Linked DNA regions of Mus musculus: region 1 is linked to region 2. The links are chromatin contacts, called in public Hi-C maps. All regions are on one chromosome and are shown on one strand. The core of a region is the stretch at or near the end of the contact, and the rest is flanking DNA. Distances in the headings are between cores, read along the strand shown. Region 1 holds the start of Trhde (TRH-degrading enzyme). Region 2 overlaps Trhde (TRH-degrading enzyme).

The links. A called contact is a pair of places that touch in the nucleus more often than the background predicts.
Region 1: a Hi-C map of uterus shows a contact between it and region 2, with 1.8 times the contacts expected there. The contact joins the promoter of Trhde here to the enhancer-like site in region 2. A contact is called at or near these places in 4 of 39 promoter capture datasets (the 3T3-L1 cell line, hippocampal neurons and liver), 8 of 484 Hi-C or Micro-C datasets (cerebral cortex, liver and uterus), 2 of 115 datasets of contacts at active chromatin or transcription factors (fibro-adipogenic progenitors and neural progenitor cells) and 2 of 9 other capture datasets (adipose tissue and liver).

The regions. Positions count from the first base shown.
Region 1 is chr10:114,799,353-114,805,097 of GRCm38.p6, forward strand. Trhde (TRH-degrading enzyme) reads right to left here and starts at 2,950. Exons shown (of 19, transcript NM_146241.3): 1 at 1,167-2,950. The coding sequence starts at 2,071. It overlaps Gm15723 (predicted gene 15723), which reads left to right and starts at 2,374. Exons shown (of 2, transcript NR_155864.1): 1 at 2,374-2,911.
Region 2 is chr10:114,739,449-114,744,933 of GRCm38.p6, forward strand. The region is part of intron 2 of Trhde (TRH-degrading enzyme); the gene reads right to left. It overlaps Gm40766 (a long non-coding RNA gene), which reads right to left. Exons shown (of 2, transcript XR_872046.1): 2 at 3,908-4,282. Among named protein-coding and RNA genes, the nearest start is that of Gm40766, 20 kb to the right of the region's middle. Within about 2 kb of position 4,058, at least 11 of the 459 cell types and tissues checked have an H3K27ac peak or open chromatin away from gene starts, as enhancers often do. A contact at or near this core is called in uterus, where this site is marked.

The DNA of each region.
Region 1 (5,745 bases), core at 1,700-4,199, 59 kb after region 2:
ACCATATTAATCGATCCTATAATGGAGAGAGTAATACTATTATTATCACTGAGTTAGAATTTAATATATGAGCTCTGGGGCCAAATTATCTGGGTCTCACTTGGGGATCTATGTCAAATGATGACTTTCCAGAGCTTCTATTTTCCCACCTGTAACATAGAGTGGTGCCGGCTGCATGAACCCCATAAGGACCAAGTAGAATGTAGTTCACCAGAAGTGGGCGAGCAGTCAGGACTAGAAGCACCTATCAATCATGGGCTAGAATCATCAACTTCGACCCTTTCCTCAAACTTTCACAACTATCAGAACTGTGGCGCAACCTGGACACAGAATTGTTGGTTCTGAAGTCCCAGTCTTTCAAAAAGCAACTAGGAGGCAGTCCAAATCTAACTCAGCAAAGGCATTGGAGACTAACTGCAAGCTTTCCCTCCCTTCTGGGTGTAGTCACTTCTGTTGGTAGCAGCTGAGGAATCAAATGGAGCCAGGAACTCTCAGGAGAGATCAAAGTGCCTCAGAGGTCCCTCTCTCTGATTCTGATCATCGCAACCACCACTCCAGCCCCCAGCCCCCAGCCCCTGCCCCTGCCCCTGCCAACCTTTCCTTGCAAGTTCTCTTTGTGCTCAAAATCTCAGCTTGCAATTTGGGAAAACTTTACAAAGCCAAAGCCGGGGCTTGTTCTGAATCTCCCATAGTCAAGGGAGGTGGGCTTGTGAAGGGGAGGGGGCGTGTCTGACTTCACCTGAGAGCTGGGTTACTCTGTTTCCTGCTCTTTGGTTATCAACTATTTCCCTCCACTGTAACCTGAGAAGTTGTTTTCTACATTTATCATCCTTTACGAACTGAACTGCAACCTTTAGAGAAACAAGCAAAAGCCCAAATGCCTGGCTTCATTACCAGTCTATAAGAGAAAGGTCCGACCTAGAGGAAAAGCAGTATTCATCTTTTGGCATTGCTGAGTTTGTGAACATAGCAAACGGTGAGAGGCCAGGCATCAGAGAGACCCCTATGGTTCGAGAGGACCATCCCACCTCACCTTGGCTTCCTTCCCTAACCCCGGGCTCCTGGATATTAGAAGCCAACTGGGTCCCGGAGGTCACCGGCGCTCACTCAGCAGTGCGAGCCGCCTGGCGGGGTGGGGCAGCACAGGGCACCGCCTCCCTCCATACCTTCTCTCCCCGTGGATCACGTAGGAGCTGCGGAAGAAGCCCAAAAGCTCGTTCTCTATCAGGGCATTGTAGATAATCTTCAGATTGTAATGCCTCTGCGCGTCCAGGGTTCTGTTCAATACCACCACCAAGACCTGCGTTTGTGGGTAGAGGAAAAAGCCTGCAACCGGGACAGCCCCGAACGCCCTGTCTTCAGCTACTTGCACCTTCTCCACCGCCACTCGGGAGGCGTGCAGTACCACGTAGCGGGTGGCGTTCCGGCACGCGATCTCCACGTTGACCTCCCCAGAGAAGGTGAAGTTCTCCATGAAAGCGGTGAGCATCAAATTGTAGTGCAGCGGCTTGAGGTGGCCGGATAGGCGCAGCTGTGTCCAGGGCTGCCACTGCTCCCGCTCTTCCTCCGACGGCGGCTGGGCAGACGGGGTCCCCGGGGTGCCCACCTCGCCGCTCTCACGCTGAGAGGATTCCCCACCCGCGTGGTGGTTGCGCCGGGCAGAACCTGGAAAGCTGCTGTTGCTGTCGCGCTCGGGGAAACCCCCGAGGCCACCGTCGGTGCCAGGCATCGCCGCGCTCGCTCCACACTCGTCGAATCGCAAGCTGAGCAGGACGGCCAGCATGGTGACAGCCAGCAGTGCCACGATGGACACGGCAAAGGCCAGCACAAGCCTCTTGTGCACTGCGATGTGGCGCTCCGTGGTGCGGGGTCTCACTCCCACCGAGTCAGCCCACGGGTCCGAGAGCCCCCTGCCGCTTGCCCGGAGCGCGGCGTCGTCTTCTCCCATGGTGGCCGCAAAGGGTGAACTGCTCTTCTCTGCCCCCTCCTCCTCCTTCTTCTTCCTCTTCTTTTTCTTCTTCTTCTTTTTCTTCTCCTCCTCTTGCTCCCCCCTCTCGCCGTCCAGGGCCATCACACCGCCTCCTCCTCTTCCCCCGCCCCCTCCGACACCCCTAGCGGGCGGGCCACCCGGGCCACCTCCAGCGCAGTCATTGGAGACCGCACGCGGGCGGAGGGCGCGACGCCGGCTGGGACCCTAGGGAGGCCAGCTCAGATTCTCTCAAGACAGACTCTGGAGGCTAGTGACGACCGAGACGACCCCCATCAGCCCCGCCTCTCTCCAGACAACAGCTGCGGATAGCCGGGCAACCAGCTCTGGGACGCGCCCCAACTTGGGAAGCGTGTCGCTCGCCGGGTGCGCGCTACTCGTCGGGCCAGCACCGGGCGCCCGGGCACACGCCGCCCCCGCCCCTGTGCGCCTGCGGCTCGCCTGTCCTCCCGGGCGCCGCACTCTACCAGGGTGGCGGCGGCGGTTGCTCTCTCCTCGGCTCGGCCAAGAGGACAGAGAGCGCTGGGGAGAGCGACTGAGTCGGGGGACAAGTTAGGGCTTCACCAGCCCCCCGCACTCTGGCAGCGTTGTTCCGTCTTCTGGGTGGGATGTGCTCGCCAAAACAGTTGCGGCGGTGGCAGCGGCGGCAGCCCGGAAGGCGCTGGAGCCTTCCACCCCGCAGTGGAAGAGGAGAGGATGGACCAGAGGACCGAGGAAAGGACTGGAGTAAGCTAGCCGGAGGAAGTCCCACGGCCGCGGAGCATCCGTCCTGAAGAAGCCTTCTCCACCCTGGACACTTTAAGCAGTGGTGGCGGTAAAAGGCGTGAGGTTGCGGACTGGGCAGCAAGCCTCCCGCGTTCCGATGATGCTCTGCCCTCCAGAGAAGACAAGTGAAGAAGTGTCCGGTCGGGGTGTCCACTTCAGGTAGATGAAGGTCTGAGCCGCGTCCCCGGGGGAAGAACTGAAGTGCGTGCGTGTGTGCCAACGCGTGTGCATGTGTGTGCGCGTGTGTGCGCGCGTGTGCGTGTATGTGTGTGTGTACACGGGCTCCGGGTGTAGATTTTGCCAAGGGTACTCCAGCTGCATTCAGGGACTGAAACTCCCGGAGAAACGGGAAGCAGAGAGAGGGAGCAAGCGAGGAGGAAGGGAAGGCAGGAGGGAGGAGAGAGGTTTAGCGACAGAGGCAGGCACTGGGAGATTAGAGAGAGCTTTTCTCCGCTCTGTCACACCAGACACCCACAGCCACAGAGGGGGTTGCTGAGCTGCCTGCAAGAGTACATTGTAAATCTTCGGCGCAACAAGCCCCGCAGTCACCCCTCTTCCGACTCCTTAGCCCTACTGCGGATTCCCCAGAGGGACCACTGGAGCCTTGGGCTATTAGCATCAAGAGCAAAGGCAGAGCCTGCTGGGGAGGCAGTGTCAGATCACACATCAAGCTCGCCAGAGGATTTAGAGGACTGTATGTAAATTGAAATAAATTCTCCAAAGCCTGGCTGCATATATTACACCAGTGTAGTGAAGCTAGGTGTGCAGTCAGAAATAATGGCTAGCAATGAACTAGTAGAGTCCTCCTCCGTAAGTAAAGACTAAAGACAAGAGAAGGATTCCCCATAGAACGCATTTTATTCTGAGATTGGGGAAAGCATTACAACATGATGCCCACAATACAATATTCAGAAACGAATGGAAGGAAAACTGAGGGTGGAGGCCCCATGACTTTGGATATTAGTAGGACAGTGTATCAATCCATACTCACGTGACTTGTCAGCGTCTTACTTCACCTAGGCACAATTCTTCTTTGCAACTCCCCTGTATCATCATGAAAAGTGTTTAAACTTCATTAGAACAGTTATGAACCCCCAGTGTACGCTAACAGCAAGAATCATCAAAGCACAGGACATATATAGCCTGCTGGCCGCCTTTGGACTCTCAGGAGTTTGTTGGAGTTCTCTCCACTAGAGTAGAGGGGGTGTGCTATCGAAACTTCAAAATGTGCTGATAGAGTTGTAACTAAAACAATGCTTAGAAAGACAGCCGCCTCGAAGGCGACAAAGAGTTAATGACTGGCTCAGTCAATTTAAAAAAAAATGAAGAAATGTCTCTTTACATGTTTCTTTTGTTTGTTTAAATCCAGATTGCATTTAAGAAATCATCACCATCATTATTTTCCAGAGAGAGAGAGAGAGAGAGAGAGAGAGAGAGAGAGAGAGAGAGAGAAAGAGAGAGACTATTAGCTTTGGGGTAGTGAAAAATAGGCTTAAAATGATATTGTTAAAGCCTGGCCAATAAGAGGAGCTCAGTTACACAACATCAACTTTAAACTGGGAGTCTTGCTTGCAGAAGTTCTTTTCCCTTCATCCCTAGCTAGGGTACTTGCTCAATACCATGCTTTCTAAATGTCCACTTGCATCATCATAAATAAGGAAGATGGGTGCCAGGGTGGGTATTTTTAAGCATGTTGTATGTGGGCCGCCAGCAACAGACCAGGGGAAATGCCACATTCTGTCCCAGTTACTTTTTTCTGCTCTGTTTTGAACCATCTTTGTTCTTGCTTTTTTTTTTTTTTTTTTTTTTTTTTCATATGGGTCTGGCTATGTGCATTTTAGGAGCTGAGAGCTGAGGGGTTAGATTGTTTCCCCAAAGTTAGGAAATACGGTTTAGCAAGGCAAAAGAGCACCTGAGACTCCAAGAGTACACCATATTCTTTAGTACTTCAGGGCTCTGGTCTAGACATTCAGGAACCCTGGCCTAAGGGACACAGATAGCTAGCAGCTTCTAGAGTGAGTCCTGCGAGTCTAAGCACCCCCTGCCTAATGAAGAAACAACCTTCTTAGGGGGTCTCTGAGGCTTTCTGTCTCTAACGTGATGTTAGTCGTGCAGGCTACAAGGCCATTACTTTCCAAGAACTCATGAAGATTACTGTTAGGTAACTCTCAAAACCATTGCAATGAAAAGAAAAGAAAAGAAAAGAAAAGAAAAGAAAAGAAAAGAAAAGAAAGGAAAGGAAAGGAAAGGAAAGGAAAGGAAAGGAAAGGAAAGGAAAGGAAAGGAAAAGAAAAGAAAAGAAAAGAAAAGAAAGAAAAGAGGAAAAAAAAAGCAGATCACTTACTGATTAGAAATGTTTGTCCTGACTGATTAAATTAGCAAATGGATTGTTTTTGAGACACAAATGAAGCAAATTCAAGTTTATTAACATGAAGTGGGCACAACTTATTAGCTTATTGATTCCCGTTTTGTGTGGCTTTACCCAATAAACTGAGTATCAAAGATCAAGTAAGTAAATATGTGTTTCTCTCCTGTTAATATAAAGTGAATTTTTTCTCCTTTTGTGACGTCTGAAAGTGTAAAGAACCCGAGAAAGATGCATTGGTGGAATAAAGTTTTATATTATCTTCCAAGAAAATGTTCACCCTACTGCAAACCAAAACCAGCAGAGAACAGGCAAAGTTTCAGGTTGTGAACCTAAGAGGAATATTGAAGGAATTAACCACAAACACTTGGTTTAAAAGTTGTCATTAGCATTTAAGTCCCTTGATTAGAGAAAGGTTTGGCTACTGTGATGCTACAATCAGGCTGTGTTCTTCACAAGGGAGGCACCTTCTCAGTGTCTGACACTTAGCAAGAACCATTTATTTGTTGTGAGAAAGTCATGCTGGTTTTTTTTTTTCTTTAACTAATAAATGTCATTAAAATGTTGTCCATATTAGGTCTGGGGACTTGTAAAAGCGAATATAATCTGAATGTTTAAAAGTCATGAA
Region 2 (5,485 bases), core at 2,808-5,307:
GTGTGTGTCTAACAGGACATAATCATTGCAAGAGATTTTTATCACCCTCCTTGGAACAGCATGCCATTTAAAATTCATAATCCCTTGGGTTTTTTATTTAAACTTCAGACTATAGTTGACCTTGGAGTTGACCTTGGAGTTTCAGAAAGCAAAGTTTCAGATCCAGAAATGGTATGAAAAGCACCTCAACTGGTGCCTGGTCCAACCCCAGACTGGGATGTATGGAAATATTGTGCTCTGTTCTTACTTAAGGGCGTAGTCCAACTACATGGGATTGAAAATGATTTACTAATAGCACAGTCTAGAGAGATTCCTGTCTATACACCTAACTAATGTGATTCATGAACTGACATCTGCCAAATCCCTCCCATACACATCCATTTGTAACTTAAATTTTTTTCAGTTCTTATTTTTAATGATGGTTCTTAAACACTTTGAATCTCCTTTTTAGCCCACCACCCACCAGAGGTAGTGGGAAAGAAAGACTACAGGGGAAGGGGACCTATTTAGAAATGGTTCTTTAGAACAACTCCCATCTGTGTTCTCTAGAAATTGGCAGCTGGATCCACTGGTGAACGTTACAGGGATACACCAGCAGTCCAGTTCAGTAGTGTCAGGATAGCATCAGGTGGCACTACCTAGCAGAGACAGACAGGCCTCAGCCTTGGCACAAGTCAGCACGAAGGACCAGGGCCAACTGGAACACCAGGGAAAGTTCTTGGTTCTGCCTCTCTTAGCAAAGCGAAGATCAGTGAAGACCCGAGGTCAACAAGCATTGCACAGCTAGCTCTACCAACAAGCCAAGCTCAGCCTCCATCACTGCTGCCACTGTCCATTGAGTCCTTCTTATAGTCACCCGAAACATCACATGTCTTCCCCCAGTCTTGCCTCAGCACGTGATTCTGTCTCAGCATGTGTCTTGCCTTAGCATGTGCATCTATCTCAGCTGACATCATCCTGCCAATCAGCCCCTGAGTTCAAGGAAGCTTCCAGAAACCAGGGCACACCACCAGAAGTTTTTTGGTGTATTTCTCTCTATGGAGTCCTGATAAATGGAGCTCAACTACACAGTATAAGGCAGATCAATACATTTGTGTCTGCTTTGGTGAAACATTTTCCCCCCAGCAAAAGACATCCAACACAACCGACTTTCCAAAGAACCCTTACGTTTCCACTTCATCCATCCATTTTTATTACACAGAACACAAAATCATAGATAGTACAAGTCACCTTTAACACACTTGTCACTGCCTTCTTCATATCTCCTTGGAACACTGTTTCTAAAGCTTGACTTCAGTCCTTTTTACCGCTCTCTTCTACTCCAAATGCCTATCTTTTAGTGTACCTCAGAATTTCAAGTCTCCTCAATGTTTCCTTAAGCACCTTTATCCTAGCTGTAAATCTTATATTAAAACATCAGTGCATTAGCGAAAGCATCAGAAACTGTATTGGCTAATTTAATCTGTATTCATTTCTCTGTTATTTGTCAGTTACATTGGACACCCCCAAAATGCCTTGCTATGATTTTGAAGCTGGAGAATGGATGTGAAACTGGAAAATGAGCAGACGCCCCATTAGTAGAGGAGTCCAGTCAAGGACCTGACATCCAGGGTGTATTTTGTTTCCATTTCATCCTCACTAGTTCCTCTCTATTTTGGTCATTGTGAGAAATGTATTTATTTCAGATTATCCTTTACAGACAGTGATAATTTCAGAGGGCAACATAAAGGGTAAAAACTGAATTATCTCTCAAATTTCAGTGGACTTGGAAGTCCACTTGCTTCGGTGCAGATTCTGACACAGTTGGTCTAGAGTGTACGGGAGATTCTACATTTCTAACAAACTTGCAGATGGTACGTAATACTGATACTGCTGACCATTGAATAAAAGTGGCTAGCTTATACAGCCTCTGGTCTTTTGTATTACTTCCTTGTGCCTAGCCAGTGGACCCAGCATCTGGACTATTAACTAGTTAAGTAGTAGATGCTCATTAAATATCTGTAAAGGGGGCACTAAAACAGCATCATGGGAAAGGTCCTAGTTGTGCTGTCTGATGATCTGGATTTGATCCTGGAACCCATGTGAAAGTGGAGAGATTAAACCAGCTCCCCAAAAGCTGCCCCCCAACACACCCCTTTAAATCTGTAATCAAGAGGTAATTTTATATATCATAGCCAAATAAGAAACATAGGTAAGGAATGTATTCCTCTTATTTCTAACAAAGAAAGGTCTTGCTCTCATGTTCTCAGTCTGACCCACATTTCACTCAGCCCTCTGCTTTTCCACATTCTCTTTTCACGCAGATCGGGCTGTTTCTTTTCTCACTGCATACATGCTACCACACAGAAGAGAACCCCACGGATCCTTCCTCTGCTGTCACGGGCCCAGATTCATCTATCATCTTGGTTGAAGTCCCAATTCTTCCATGAAATCCTGTCTAGCTTTGCCATCTGTCCTTGATACTACTTTCTCTTAGAAGTCTCTGTCTCACATTCATTTTCAGTATTGGAAATAAGGGGAAATGACAAGTGAGGAGCTATAGAATGAAGATAATTAGCTCGGCGGTAGCATGATAACGAAATGTCTTTTCGTCGAGGTAGAATTCACCGAGAGAGTCTGTATCCTTGTATTTGCACCATTCTCCTAAGTTAAAATAGTCAGACCTATTGCATAGCTTCTCCCACTTGTTCTCAAGGGCAGGTCAAACCACTGAGTCAAGCTCTATGAAAGGGCGGGCACTGGGAAGCAGTGAGGTTCTTTGAGAGAACATGGGTTAGAGAAATCAATATATTCAAGTTCTGCCCCTGGTTCCATTACTGGTCATATCTACAACTCTCTATGAGTCGTTTGCCTTGCAGGAACCCACACCTCTGCACTAAGGTAATGGGTGACAAGCTTAATAGAACTACATGAAGAATAAAAAAGATAAGAGATGTGAGCAGTGCCTGGCATGCATCAGATGTTCAGAGCCTGCATCCCCAGAGTTTGAGATGGTTCAGTGTGCTTCTCAACACATGGTCTTCAGAGTGACAGCCACAGCATCACCTGGGACATCGGTACAAGCGTGCATTCCCAGGCCTAGTTCCAAACTTCTCGAACGCAGCCTGGAAACCTGTATTGAAACAAGCTTTCCCATGGGTTCTGCTGTGCAGTGTGCAACCATTTGAAAAGTCATTCCTGTTCTGGTTATTAAAGGAGCTGTGAATGAAAATCCTGTGAGCTGTGTATCCAGCACAGGAAGACACATCCACTGTGTAGTTCTTACAGTAAAGAAGATGTGATTTCTTTCTAGTCTAAAGGGTTTCTTTCCTAGTTCTTTTAACAGTAAAATCCCCTGCCATGTGTATTGAACGTTCTCATTTCTTCAGTCGCAAAACTGCCTGATGTCAGCTTCTGAGGGTGCCCCAAATGGTCACAGAAAATATTTAATTGCTTATCCAAACACCTAACTAAAAGACCCAGGAGCCTAATTATGGGCCACTGACCCCTGGCAACACAAGACTGACCTCAAGCCCTTCTCATCTCTAAGAGCAGCGTTCTAAGCTGAGCGCCACCACACAGCTCCAACTCCGATCATTCCGAACAGTCATCTTTTGCTGTGGTCAGTCAAAACATGCCATTCCAAATTGCTTTGGCTTTCCTGCGCTTTGATTTTTGGCTTTCGATTTCTTTTCCTTTACTTTTATTTATTTTATTTTATTTGGAGTCTGGAGAGTGGGGGAGGTGAAGAGCTGCTTTTGTTTCCTTAACAGCAGACCAGTAAAACTTTTCCATAAAAACTGTGTATTGCTCAAGGCCAGACCGTTAAGCAGCTGGGGCATTTTTGGGCACTGCCTGTTACTGATTTTATTTCCCTTTCACTGCACTTGCAAGCAAGTAATTTATCTTTAAGTTAGCAAGCAAGAAATGGGAAATAAAAGAAATATGTTTTATTTAAAGTAGTGTTTCGGTCTGGGCGCAATGAGGAAAATGGACACAGCCCAGGCTGCTGTCGTGTTCATAACTTCACATTGACAACAGAACCATTTATCTTTCTGAGAAGCCAGCTTTCAGCTTTCATCTCCCATCCTCCCTCACACTCCTCTGGTTTCCTCCTCCCTCTCCCCACCCCACGTGCTGGCATGTCCTGGGTGTGCTTGAATTCATAGAGCAAACTGTTGGAAGACAGGGCAAACGATTCTTTTGGGTCTCAAGAGCCAGGACCTCTGTTTCGTCTCTGGGGAGCTGGCAGAGGATGACTTCACCATCATTTCATGGGGAAGACCAGAGAGCTTCTTTTACTCTACAAATGAAAGGAGGAATAATCAAAGAACAAGTCTTTCCCACCACTGAGCCTTTTTGGAACAGAGATACATGACTTTACCAGCTGTTAAAGCCTGCCATGACATCATCAAACAAAAATTAGAATTACAAACTTCACCCCAAACCGAATATATTAATGTCTTTTTAATAAAACATATTTCTGGCTTTTAAACCATTGCATACCACTGACTTCATAGACTTTGAAGAAAAAGGTATTACTTTACTAACATTAAGTACAAAAGTGGCTCATTTATTATCATTACATGATGGCTCTTATTTCCAAAGATCAGAGAGATATTCTTACATCCTGTAATGTTTTTAATTGCCAAGTGGTATTTTAGTTATGTCAATATTTAAGGGCTGGTTTATCTGAAGTAGATAAACTCTATCCCTACTACTGTGTATTTATTGTCCAAAAGTAAGAACTACTAATTCTTCCATAAAACCCTAGATTTTGTAATAACTACACAAAAATAATCACTGTTTTGTTTTGTTTTGTTTTTTGTTTGTTTGTGAGCCAAGGCTAGCCTCAAACTCATTATGTAGCCAAGGATGACCCGAAACCCTTAACCTCCTGCTTCTACTTCCTGTGCCGAGATTACAATTGTTTATTAGCCTCCCAAGTCTGCACAAAGCTGGATATTGAAACAAGGGCCTGATGCATGCTAGGCAAGCACACCACTAACTGAGCAATATCTCCAGCCCAATGATCATCAGTTTTCTTATATACCTCCTATACATCCCACTCTATGCTGGGTATTGCTAGCTAGAACTCGAAACTCACAGCAAAGGTAATGAACATGGCTGCTTATATACAAGTATTTGTGATAAAATTAATAACTTTATAAAACTTTAATGTCCTTTTTGTCTTTGCTATGTATGTGTTCTGGTGACATCAGAGGAACCAGAGAAGGAAGGATTTCTATCATAAGAATTCATAGAGGATAAGTTATTAAACAGAAGCTAGTCTGATTTACCTGTAAAGATAAGGCCCTTGATATATGTAAACAATCAATCAACTATTTATTTGAGTTTGTACCAATGTGCCTTCAAAATTGTAGGAGCGGAAAGCCAGCATCACAGCAAGAAAGTTAACAGAAAAGAAACTTTTCTCCTACAAAGTTACTTCACACAACATAAAATTAAACCATTTCAGCAAAAAATTTTGGGCTTAATCCACTTA